Linked DNA regions of Danio rerio: region 2 is linked to region 1. A link is a contact called in public Micro-C data. All regions are on one chromosome and are shown on one strand. Each heading gives the region's core, a stretch centred on a gene start, on an enhancer-like site or on the middle of the called end of the contact. The rest is flanking DNA. Distances are from core to core; before and after follow the strand shown.

Evidence for each region. Hi-C and Micro-C count contacts between places; a contact is called where the count stands out from the background.
Region 2: a Micro-C map of caudal fin shows a contact between it and region 1, with 11 times the contacts expected there. The contact joins two enhancer-like sites. A contact is called at or near these places in 4 of 18 Hi-C or Micro-C datasets (caudal fin, embryo, hematopoietic stem cells and 1 more) and 1 of 4 datasets of contacts at active chromatin or transcription factors (caudal fin).

The regions. Positions count from the first base shown.
Region 1 is chr21:17,578,075-17,584,241 of GRCz12tu, reverse strand. It overlaps tnfrsfa (tumor necrosis factor receptor superfamily, member a), which reads left to right. Exons shown (of 10, transcript NM_131840.2): 8 at 1-162; 9 at 344-380; 10 at 2,121-2,798. The coding sequence ends at 2,410. Among named protein-coding and RNA genes, the nearest start is that of tnfrsfa, 48 kb to the left of the region's middle. Within about 2 kb of position 2,586, at least 8 of the 62 cell types and tissues checked have an H3K27ac peak or open chromatin away from gene starts, as enhancers often do. A contact at or near this core is called in caudal fin, where this site is marked.
Region 2 is chr21:17,668,966-17,675,132 of GRCz12tu, reverse strand. It overlaps LOC141379838 (a long non-coding RNA gene), which reads left to right. Exons shown (of 4, transcript XR_012396695.1): 2 at 4,789-4,829; 3 at 5,826-5,973. Among named protein-coding and RNA genes, the nearest start is that of tnfrsfa, 43 kb to the right of the region's middle. Within about 2 kb of position 2,557, at least 2 of the 62 cell types and tissues checked have an H3K27ac peak or open chromatin away from gene starts, as enhancers often do. A contact at or near this core is called in caudal fin, where this site is marked.

The sequences.
Region 1 (6,167 bases), core at 1,337-3,836:
GTGGAGGATGAGGATCGAGGACTGGGAGACAGCCTGCCAAACACAACCAGCTCTTCCCAAACCAGTCTATCGGCACTCCCTCAAATCATTGGGGATTCACCGCGATCCAGCCCCCCGGCCCAGAGACCGACCGACAGAGATCAGACTGAATCATGGCCACGGGTTAGTGAGAATAACATCTACCCCACAGTTTTCACACTGCACAATGCCTGAAACAACAGGATAGTGCTGTGAAATGTGTGGACGTATTCTTGTATGCAAGTAGAAGTCTTTTTTATTGAAAATGGTACTGGTAAATACATTCACAGCTTTACTAAGCCTAGCTTTTATTCTTCTTTTATAGGAAGACGATCCTCCCAGAAAACTCCTCCCTTTGCTCGGTAAGATATTGCTTTGTGAAACAGCATTTGTTGTTTTAACATTTAAAATTGATCTTGATCACTAGCACAATATGACAATAAAACAGTTTAAGTGGTTCAATAACTGGGTCAAAGGGCACTACAAACAAAGGCTCTGAATCATTTTAAAATTAAATGAAGTTAATTTGATTGTGGAACCGGTAAAAAAACAGATAAGATGCACTACCATTCAAAAGGTTTATGTCTTAGGAAAAAACCAAAAGCAAGGCATAATTTTTTCATTTTAAAAATACAAATATATACAGTAATATTTTGAAATGTTTGTACAATTTTAAGTGCACGTTTTCTAGTTTATTATGTATTTAATTTTTGTAATGAACTTCTGCAATCGTTCTAATGTCATGGACTTATTATCATTATTAGTACAATGGAAATGGTTGTCCTGGAATCCGTTTCCCAAACAACGACATAACTCGTGGCTGAACTATTATAGTACAATGCATCGTTTGGGAAAAGAACAATGTAGTGATGAGTGTTAAAACCATAGTTGCTCTGTCACAGAGCCATCATTTGAACCACATTAGTTGTAATGTAAAACGCCCATAATGACGCTCTAAACAGGGTGGAGTATCTACTTCTTTCGAGAAAAAAATAATTAAATTATTAAATTATGCAAATTATTTTGTTTTACACGCACACACTTTTTAATGAAAATCCAATACTAGTTTAAGTAAAAACATGCACTAGTTTTCCATATTAATTGAAATATGTAAATGGCACATATGGGGCCTGTGTTTCCTTTACAAATATTATTGAGAATATTTAGTATTCTATTCTAAAACAAAAAAAACACTTAGCTAACACATATTCTAATCTCATATTTAAAAAGTATCCTACTTAATAATAATTTTTATTATCACTAATTTATTATTATTATTGTTATTATTATTATTAATAGTAGAATATTGTTTATAAATTTTTTTATCATTCACACACACATACACTACGATCAATTTAGTTTATTCAAGTCACGTATATCGCATGTCTTTGGACTGTGGGGGAAACCGGAGCACCAGGAGGAAACCCACACGAACAATGAGAGAACATGACAACTCCACACAGAAATGCCAGCTGACCCAACCGGGACTCGAACCAGCGACCTTCATGCTGTGAGGTGACAGTGCTAACCACTGAGCCACCGTGTCACCTTAAACCTAAAACTAATTCAATCAATTCTGATTTATTTCATGTGTTCTCACTGAATAAGCATATCATTTATTTCAGAAAGCAATCTTTGGAAAGGTTGTGTACAACTGAAAAATTATTTTTACAAATATAATTACATACTGTATTACTTCTGACCAATTTAATGCATCCTTATTTTAAAAAGGGGTGTTTTTGTTCACAAAAATGTATTTTGAATGGTAGCATACAGTACTAAATTAAATCTAAGAAAAATATTAAATGAATATATATTTATTTCCAAAAATACACAGTAAACAATATATTTATTAAAAACATTCATATTATTATTTTATTATAAAAACACATTCAACAAGAAACCTATTTGATTAACATGTCATTTTAATAAAAACCAAATATTTAATAAAAATGAGATGTATACATATTTCAAATCAATTCTGTATTATTTATTATCAATTGTCTGCATCTTTACGTAATGTATAATCTACTTTTAAACTTTTTTGTTATTTATTATTTTTTTCCTATTATGTCTGACCCGGATTAAATCTTACTTCTTAGGTGAAGAGGAATCTCTGAGCAAGAGCTTTGACCTGTTTGACTCTCTGGACGTGCGGTACCACAACAAGTTCTTCCGCAGCATCGGCGTGAGCGACAACTCCATCAAGCTGGCCGAAACCCAGCAGCCCATGGACAAAGTCTACGACCTCTTGCGGGTATGGATGCAGAAAGAAGGCCTGCGGGCAAACATTAACACGTTACTACAAGCACTGCTGGACCTAGACCAGCGCTATTCAGCAGAACACATCGCCTCTAAGGCTGTGGAAAGAGGCTACTACAAATACGAGTGATGCCTCTATAAAGACTGCAAGACGTTATCATGGAGAGGTGTTGATTCAGTTTGAATTCTCCCCTGTTGGGCATGAACTGAATGGAGATTTGGCAGAATCACCCTCTCTGTAGCGCCCACAGTGGGTTTACAAGCCAACACTGGACCCTTTTTAAAAGGATTTACACTGGCTATCAGCAGAGGGCGCTGTTTTCCCTCTCTATAGTGCATTGTGGTGTTACTTCATGCACTGGCCTCAGGCTTTCAGGTTGGTCTAAAGCCTGCATATAGATGTTTTTAAACCTTTGGTTTCACCAAATGTTCAAACTTAAACAAGCGTTATGTAGTTTTAGTGAATATCCTCACACTACAATTTGTCGTATTTCAGCCTCTGCTACAAACCTGGTTACAAATAAGCCTCAAGATAGGAGTTGGTTTGGATTTCAGACGAACTGTTTTGTCAACAGTTTAGAGTTTCAATTGAAGTTCAGAACATTCATTTTCTGGTCGGGTTGTTACAGAATATTTTTGATTTCAGTCTATTTTTTTTGTTTGTTTGTTTTTTCTTCCCTTTCTTTGGTGCATGGCGGAAATGTTTTCGTCTGTTCGATGTTTCCTGCCTTTTCCATTTTTGTTTGTTTATTTAAATAAGTGATGTATTTATTTTGTATGGTGTAATTACGTATTATTTATACCTGTTACCAATATTCGCCCGCAGTAAGTGTTCGGAAACTTTTTGTTTTTGTTTTGTTTGTTTTTTCATGACTGAGATGCTGAATTTTCCGGCCCTTTCACGAACCCCATTTCGCTTCGTTTCTGCGTTTACTACAGACGCATAATTTCTTCTTATTTGAATCGCAAGACACGTCCTTGGCTGTTGAACGTTCACAGCGAACGATGTTGAATATGTTCTGAAAACATTAAGAGAAGTACCACGGTCAGTATCTCTTGGACGCTGCTTCCACAAGGTTGAATTGATGTCGAGATTATGGAGGCATTTGAAAATCTGTTTTTATATGCAGTAGTGCACAGGTACGTGTTTCTAAATAGATCAAAGATGAAGGAAATTTATGCTCCTCCAGAAACTACTTACAGTTTAATTACATTTGTTTAGTATGTATATAGTCGTCAAGAATTCTATTAAACGAAACTAATAGATATATATTTATGCAAGCCCTAAGAGCACAATGCAATGAAGTACTGCCTGAAAAAACACAGAAGGAACAAACTTAAATGATTTCAACGAACAAGCTTTAGGGATGTTTAGGGCTTAAATTCATTTTCGTATTCGTAAATGAACTGTGACATCTGACTCGGCTGAATAGCTATGTTAGCTGGATGTGTTTTCAGAACACAGATCTGAAATCAGCTTTACCTTAATGAACATTTTTCTTAATGTGGAGCAAAAAAAAAGAGCTGAAGTCAGATCAGAACAAAATGGTTCTTCCTCCTTCCAGCTTTGTTTAATTTTGAGAGTTGTCGTACAGTGCAGGCACTGCCACCTTTTGACAAAGAGTTGAATAGCCAGAGAAAAAAAACCTGCATCAATTTCAAGGGACTTTTTTTCACATCTTAAACGGGCTTCTGCATCTTTCATCATTTGCACTGAGTTAAACATGGAGTGTCTCTACAGATGCAGGTGCAGGAGTTTTTACCTCTAATTCAGTGCCATTGGTTTTTATACAGTTTTGTTAGTTTTATATTGACTCCACATTGTTCCTGCTTAGACGCCTCTAACACAGATGCATGTGTCATTTCTTGCTCATTCTAAGCTTTATTCTCCACGGTATCACTCAGAGTACACGTTTTGTATGTTTTATTTCCCCTTAGACAATTGTTTGCTCGTTTAAGAATGTATGTTTGCTGTTGCAAAGCTGTTTGTAGAAAGTTTTTGTTTTAAAATTACAAAAAATAAATAAAAAAAATACCAAAACAACTCGTTACGTTGTTGTTTCTCCTTTAGAATCAAAGAAATAAGTATTTTCTACTTCAGATTTTATTTATCTTTTTCACAAATTGTGTTATGGTGATAAGATTTAATTATACATTCATTCATTCATTTTATTTTTGGCTTTGTCCTTTTATTAATCAGAGGTCATCAGGCCATTGGTGGACTGAACCACCAACTTTCCAGCATATGTTTTAGGCAGCGGATGTCCTTTCAACTGCAACCCAATACTGGGAAACACCCATACACTCTTGCATTTACACACATACACTATGGCCAATTTAGCTTATCCAATTCACCTATAGCGCATGTCTTTGGTCTGTAGGGGAAACCGGAGCACCCAGAAGGATACCCAAGTGAACTAGAGGAGAACATGCACACTATATACAGAAATGGCAACTGACACTGACCCAGCTGGGACTTGAACCAGTGAACCTTCTTGCTGTGAGGCGACAGTGCTAACCACTAAGCCACCATTTCACCTAAATAACTTAGTATTATTAATGGCCATTTAAATAATGTTAGAATTTTATGATTGTTTTTACAAATATATTATAATTTGTTTATATAAAAATTATATATATATATATATATATATATATATATATATATATATATATATATATATATATATATATATATATATATATATATATATATATATATATATATATATAAATATATATATATATATAATTGTATATAAACAAATTATAATATATTTGTAAAAGCAATCATAAAATTCTAACATTATTTAAATGTCTATATATATATATATATATATATATATATATATATATATATATGTGTGTGTGTGTGTGTGTGTATACATATACATATACACACATGTATATAAATTTATATGTATATGTGTGTGTTTGTGTTGCTAATAGAGAATAGCTAAAATCTGTACACTTTGTTAAAATATGGATATATATTATATACAGCACTATACTGTTATATACACATTATATACAGCACAAAATGGAAGAATGGTATCAAAGGCTTACGTTCATTCTTCTGACTGCTGAATTTTTTATTAACATTTATTTTTATTAACAATTATTTTTAAATTAACATTTTCATAATGTACATTTATGTTTAAAACCTAATGTACCATAATGTTTCATAATGTACCAAAGTACACCCAGGCTTTAAAAATGGCTTTAAAAATGGTAATTGATTATTTATTATTTTAATATTTATCTCATTCTACTTACTTGATTTGGCTGAGATCAAGAGGTCACCTTGTAAAATGTTTAATATAAAATCAAATTGAAGGCAATGATTACAAAATCAGTGAATGTAATCTAATATATATATATATATATATATATATATATATATATATATATATATATATATATATATATATATATATATATATATATATATATATATATGTATATATATATATATGTATGTAGCTGAGTCAGAATATGATATTTAACAGAGCAAGGAAATTAAAAAAATAATATATATATATATATATATATATATATATATATATATATATATATATATATATATATATATATATATATATATATATATATACACACACACACATACAGTGGTTAACTCATCTAGGCTGTTACTTCATTTCATGTTACAATAGAAACAATCTTTTAAAAATTTATTCAAACACACACACTTATATAATAATAATAATAATAATAATAATAATAATAATAATGATACGAGTTGAGGTATCAGGTTGCCACAAATTTTTTTTTTTTTTTTTTTTTACCAGACATGCAGTGACTCCAGGTCATCTGAAATTGAAAAAATGCCTGTAGCAAAATGAATGAGTATAAATCTGGTATAAATG
Region 2 (6,167 bases), core at 1,308-3,807, 91 kb before region 1:
GTGTGTGCGCAAACATCTCAGTCACCAATGCTTTATAATTCGAAAAACCATGCCAATTCTCTAGAGATTTGCACTTCAAGAACAAATGTTATCGTTAGTTTCAAATGTTACTGGTGTAGTTCAGTGGTTTTTAACCAAGCACCAGAGGCCACTAAAGGGCCATTAACACAGTTCCACACTTACCTTAAAACGGTTTAAAGTGAGTATTGTATTATTTTAATCATGTAGGCTATAATTATTTCATTTAATTATTTTAGGTAAATGTTGTATTGTAAATATAACTTACAGTGTTGCTATAAATGCTAAATTATAAAATATAAATAAATAGATTTAAAACGCCACTCCCTATGAATATAAACAACTATTAAATGAGTCAGAAATATCTATACAGAATATAGTAGGTGGTACAGAAAATGCATTAAAATAAATGTTTAGCTCCACCCTCATGCACAGTGTTTCTCAACCACGTTACTTGAGGACCAGCAGCTCTGCACATTTTCCATGCCTGTTTCTTAATTCCAAGAATGCTGAAAACAGACTCATGTTTTTGGGAGGCCGTTCTTGTCAGGTTACATTGGAAGAATGAACTCGGGAGATCATGAGAACACAGAATATGTCCTGTGAGAAATGAGATGCTGCGTTCTTGCAGATGTACACATGACCTTCACGTATTTTAACGGAAAATTACTTAAACATTACAGCATTTATACAATGACTTATTGTTCTCCCTCTTTTTACAATATACTATGCATAAATATCTTACAAAGATACATTGCACAATACAAACAAAACTAATTTTAATATGAATTTCAGCAAATAAACACTCTTAATGTGTTTGTCTTTATAAAGATGAGGTAACTCCTGAGATAAAGAAATTATATCTCCAAACTTTAATAATAAATCTATATAAAACGTTGTGCTTCTGGGACTTCTTGAGCAAATTTTGCACTCAAGCCTTCATCCACGCTTCCTTGATATCTAGAACACATCCAGGAACTTTCACGCGTCCTCCGTTCTTGTGGCCTTGAGTTTTGGAACCTAACTTTGGCAGTTAATAATAACCTCACACGAGAACACAAGGACTCAAGAACGCATATTGAGAAACCGCCCATGTCTCCTTAACTAAACACACCTGATTCAGATCATCAGCTTATTTGCAGAGACTGAAAGACCTGTAATGGGTGTGACAGACGAAGGAGACATGCAAAACATGCAGTGTTTGTGGTCCTCCAGGAACGTGGTTGAGAAGCGCTGCTCTAGCATAAAGTGCAGCAAATAATTTTTTTTCTCCATAATTTTTTGTCATTTACAATGAGTAAAAATCAAGACATGAATAGAGAAAAAAGAGACATATGAGACAATAAAGAAGAATACTGCATATGATGATATGCAGTATTCTTAGATAAAGTACTGTAGATAATAAAGAAGAGCGTATGATGATGCCATTTAGAAGCACCTTTAAGCTCCCTAAAGAACCCTTTAGTAAAAAGATCTTCAATTGTCATAGTGTGAACAACATTTTATAAATCAAATAACCCTTTTTTTCTGCATCAAAAACCACTTGTTGATATTGTTTTATTTCTTTTATTTTTGGTCAAATATTCATACATTTCAAAGGAAAAAATGCTTAGTCATTCGTCTCCTCATAGCTGATTGGTTTAGTTCACAGCTTAAAGACATAGTTCACCCGAAAATAACAAATTCTAGTGCTGTCGCCTCACAGCAAGAAGGTCACTGGGTCGCTGGTTCGAACCTCGGCTCAGTTGACGTTTCTGTGTGGAGTTTGCATGTTCTCCCTGCCTTCGCGTGGGTTTCCTCAGGGTGCTCCAGTTTCCCCCACAGTCCAAAGACATGCGGTACAGGTGAATTGGGTAGGCTAAATTGTCCGTAGTGTAAGAGTGTGTGTGGATGTTTCCCAAAGATGGGTTGCGGCTGGAAGGGCATCCGCTACGTAAAAACTTGCTGGATAAGTTGGCGGTTCATTCCGGTGTGGCGACCCCGGATTAATAAAGGGACAAAGCCGACAAGAAAATGAATGAAATGAATGAATAACAAATTCTGTCATCATTTACTCACCCTTGGCTTGTCACAAACCTGTTCAAGTTTGTTTTTTTCTGCGGAATACAAAAGAAGATACTTTGAAATATGCTGGAAACCTGTAACCACTAACCATAGTATTTATGTATTTATTTATACATTTTCTTCTATGGATGTCGATGGGTTACCAGTTTCCAACAAAAATCTTCTTTTGTTTTGAACAGAAAATAACGAAATCATAAATGTTTGCAACCACACTATCCCTTGGACTATCCCTTTAAAACACTTTAATAAACACTTTTTTTTAAGTCCCAATGGGAATGCTTCCGGAAGCAACGCCTCAGGTCGAGGATCGCCAGTCTAACCGATGACTCCAGTAGAGTTCCTGTGCTCCCAGTAGACTAAACCGCATATGTCCTGATGAAAAACTTCCCTTTTCCTCCATGCTTAAAGAGGCCCAAATCAGATATGGACCAAGTCACAAGACACAACAGGGGAATAATTTACCCAGTGCCTCGGGCGCCTTCAGACGGTTCTAGTTTGCAAAACCGCAAACAAATCCACCTCATGGCACTAGTTAGTAATTACAAAACAAGCAGCCGAGTTTTAAAGTACCGCTTATATCCCTTCAAGCCTGGCCCGAGGTTGAACATAGCATATTATATACAGGCGTCCTCCTGTATTATTGTATGTAGGTTTTTGTTCATCAGATAAAGGTTTCACTGAATACTGTAAGTGGGCTGATTTGTTTCTGATATTCACAGGGGCAATTGAACCTGTGACTCGAATGATCACCATGAGGAAAGTCATTTAAATGTATGAACTTAAAACAAGGATGTAATTGAACCTAAAATCAATAACTAATAGCTGTGCTAGAACTACATGGTATAATCTGACCTCAGGGTTGATTTTGTTCTTTCTTTTATCAAGCTTACTTTACTTAGATTTTTTTTTTGATTATTTATTTTAATCGCTAGCAACCTATAAATCAGAACAATGGAAGAAATCAGATTAACAAAATATCTGTATGTATTGTCATGATTGCATTTCAAATTATAGATTGCATAATTAGTTTGGGAAACTTCCATTCAAAAGAACTGTAACAAATCACGTCAAATAATATGGTTGCACTTAAAATGATGCATATAGATAATAAAAACGGAGTCAGAGGAAGGATATGCTTTGTATTTTATTTTTATCAGTCATGAAAATAACGTTACATTAGTATTATAAGCTTAGTAGACAAAGTTCTGTGTGTTTTTTCCCCAGATGATTTTCTCTTTCTATTTCTTACATTATAGTAATGTTCTATCTCTCAGTATGCAGGTCTGTGTTTGCACTCATTCTTTTGCTTGTTTGGAGCTCATGGAACCCATTTTTTTTTAAATATCTCACTGTTTACAGTTATCATATGACTGAATCAGTGGTTATCAGCTGATAGATATGGGCAAGTAGGGGCCTTTTACACCTACTGGTTGGCTCAGAAGGCTGTTATTTTCCATCCACAATCAGGTTAATCAGCTATAGATTACATATGACTGTGGTCTGAAGCTAATGAGAATTATTTATATTATTTATTAAATTTCCCATTAATTGTATTTTATTAACGTCTACCTCTACCGCAAACCTAAACCCAACCGCCACAGTAATGTGAAAACAGATCTGGATCTGGAGTCTTCTCTATTAGTATAGCTGATTAACCTGATTGTGGATGGATGATAACAGCCTACCAGTAGTGGCAGAAGGCCCCTACTGGCCCATATCTTTCAGCTGATAACCATTAATAACCTCCATTTAATCGAGGAACGTTGGTGGGTGCTTACTGAAATTATTCCCACAATGGGAAATGTGCACACTGACTTTTCATTTCAGCCAGCCAGCCTAAGTGCTTCTGGTGAACTGTTTTACCATTATAATATTGCCACGTTTAAGGTCTGATTTCTTTAAAAAAAAAAAAAAAAAAACATTATTTTCACAGCCTGATAGATATACAATATGAAGTGGTTCTCGGACCAAACAAGAAGCACTGCATTAAATTCAAATTTTTCCTAGCCATTACTTTACAATATGACAATTTATTTCACACTTACAGAGTTTTTGTGCTCGTCTTTCATCTTGTTCACACTTGAACAATCAAATGAATGCGTAAATGAAAGTATTGTAAGTACATTACAACATTGATGCTGTAAATGGAACCTTATGAAATTGAAAATAGTCACAAACAGCTTTTACCGGAAGTTCGTCATTGGCTGAAAAACACTAGCTGTGCATATAGCCCATTCCACATAGCATGATGGAGCATATATAACAAGGTTGATATCCTAAAGTTTATCAAAAAAGTGAAGTAATAGAAAAAACAGACTGAACATAAGGTTCTAGTTTGTAAAACTGCATATAAATCCACAACACAAGTTAGAAAAAAATACAGCAGCTCAGTTTGAAAGCCTGGCCTGAGGTTGAGCGTATCATAATATTTTTGTCTTAATTGTCTTTTGTTTATCAGTTGAAGTTTTTTTTTGCACAGTTCTATTAATTTATTATAACAACTATTTTGTTGGGGTTCTTTAATTCCCACCTTTTTGATTACCTGACAAAGCACCTGCAGCTCATTATTGGTTTCCAGAGTCTAACTATTAACTACACAAGACTGTCAACACTCTCTCAACAGGTCAATTCATAATTTCTTTAAAATGTCTGTACATTTTTATTTTCAACTTGTTTTCTAATAATCATTTTTTCTTTCGTTTTTAGTTTAAGAGAACTCTCATTTAAGAATGCTTCATCTCCACTTGGTAAGCAACAGATTTTTAATGCATAAATATCAGCATAACTATAACAGATAGGCCATGACTAGGGCCAGTCAGAATCTGTGGACATGTTTTGCTACTACAGCAGAGAATTTTGTAAAAAATCTGGATTTATATGGAATTATTTTGGGAGTATCGTAACTAAAATCTTAATATAATGTATGAAATAAAACATAATACTTAACTTTTATTCAATGATGACAATGCAAATCCAATTAGATATATTTATTTGGTAAACAAAGCAAGTTTCTCATATAATACATCTACTAAAAGACAGAAAATATTAATTTACAAACTGTATTGTAAATAAATAAAATTTTAACAACATTTTCATTTTGGTCAATATTATTAATAAAATAAATTTAAAAACTGAATAAATATAAATTTACACAAGTAAATAAATAAACTTGATGCGATTAAAATCTGCAGAAATCTGCTGTATCACTAAATATTAAATTTTTTTACTTTTGTCCTCCATAAACAATTGTTTGTACCTAAACAAAAAGGAAGAAACACACTTCAAACTTATTTGTGTGTTTATATTGTGTTTATATCATCTACAGAGAGCCAACACCACTCAATTTTACAAAAATACCCTTAAAACAATGGACACAAAGGAATCATAAAAGATTGTGAAAACATTAATTTGGTCTCCATTGTATATATTCCTATTTTATTTTATTAATTAATGTATTCAACTAATAACAGTTGTGTAAGTACTGTCATTTTTACTACAAACTCGCATAAATAAAAATGACTATTGTATAGTGTTTGGGCGGCATGCTGGCTTAGTGGTTAACACTGTCGCCTTACAGCAAGAAGGTCGCTAGTTCAAGTCCCAGCTGGGTCAGTTGGCATTTCTGTTTGGAGTTACCATGTTCTCCCTATGTCTGTATGGGTTTCCTCAGGGTGCTCCGGTTTCCCCCACAGTCCAAAAGCATGCACTATAGGTGAATTAAATGCACTTTTTGCACTTACCAGCTGACCGCTTACCACCTTATGGACAGCTTTCCCGCTGTTACCAGTATGTCCAGTTGCTCCCCATGTACGTTGGTGAACTTGATACACGGAGAGGAGATGACCACAATGGCAGGGTTCAAGTCCAGTGAAGAACGATTCCAGAAAACAGGTAAGGCAAAAACAGAATTCAAAAAAATAAATAGACAAGTTAATAACAGGGTGAGAATCTGGTAAAATCTGAAAACGCGGTAAAATCAGACGAGGGCTTTTCTTTTTCTGAATTGCTTTTTAAAACTGTCAGTTGGGTTTGGGGAACTGGGTGGGTGGGTCAATCGGTGCTTTTAAAAACACTACTGGTTTTAA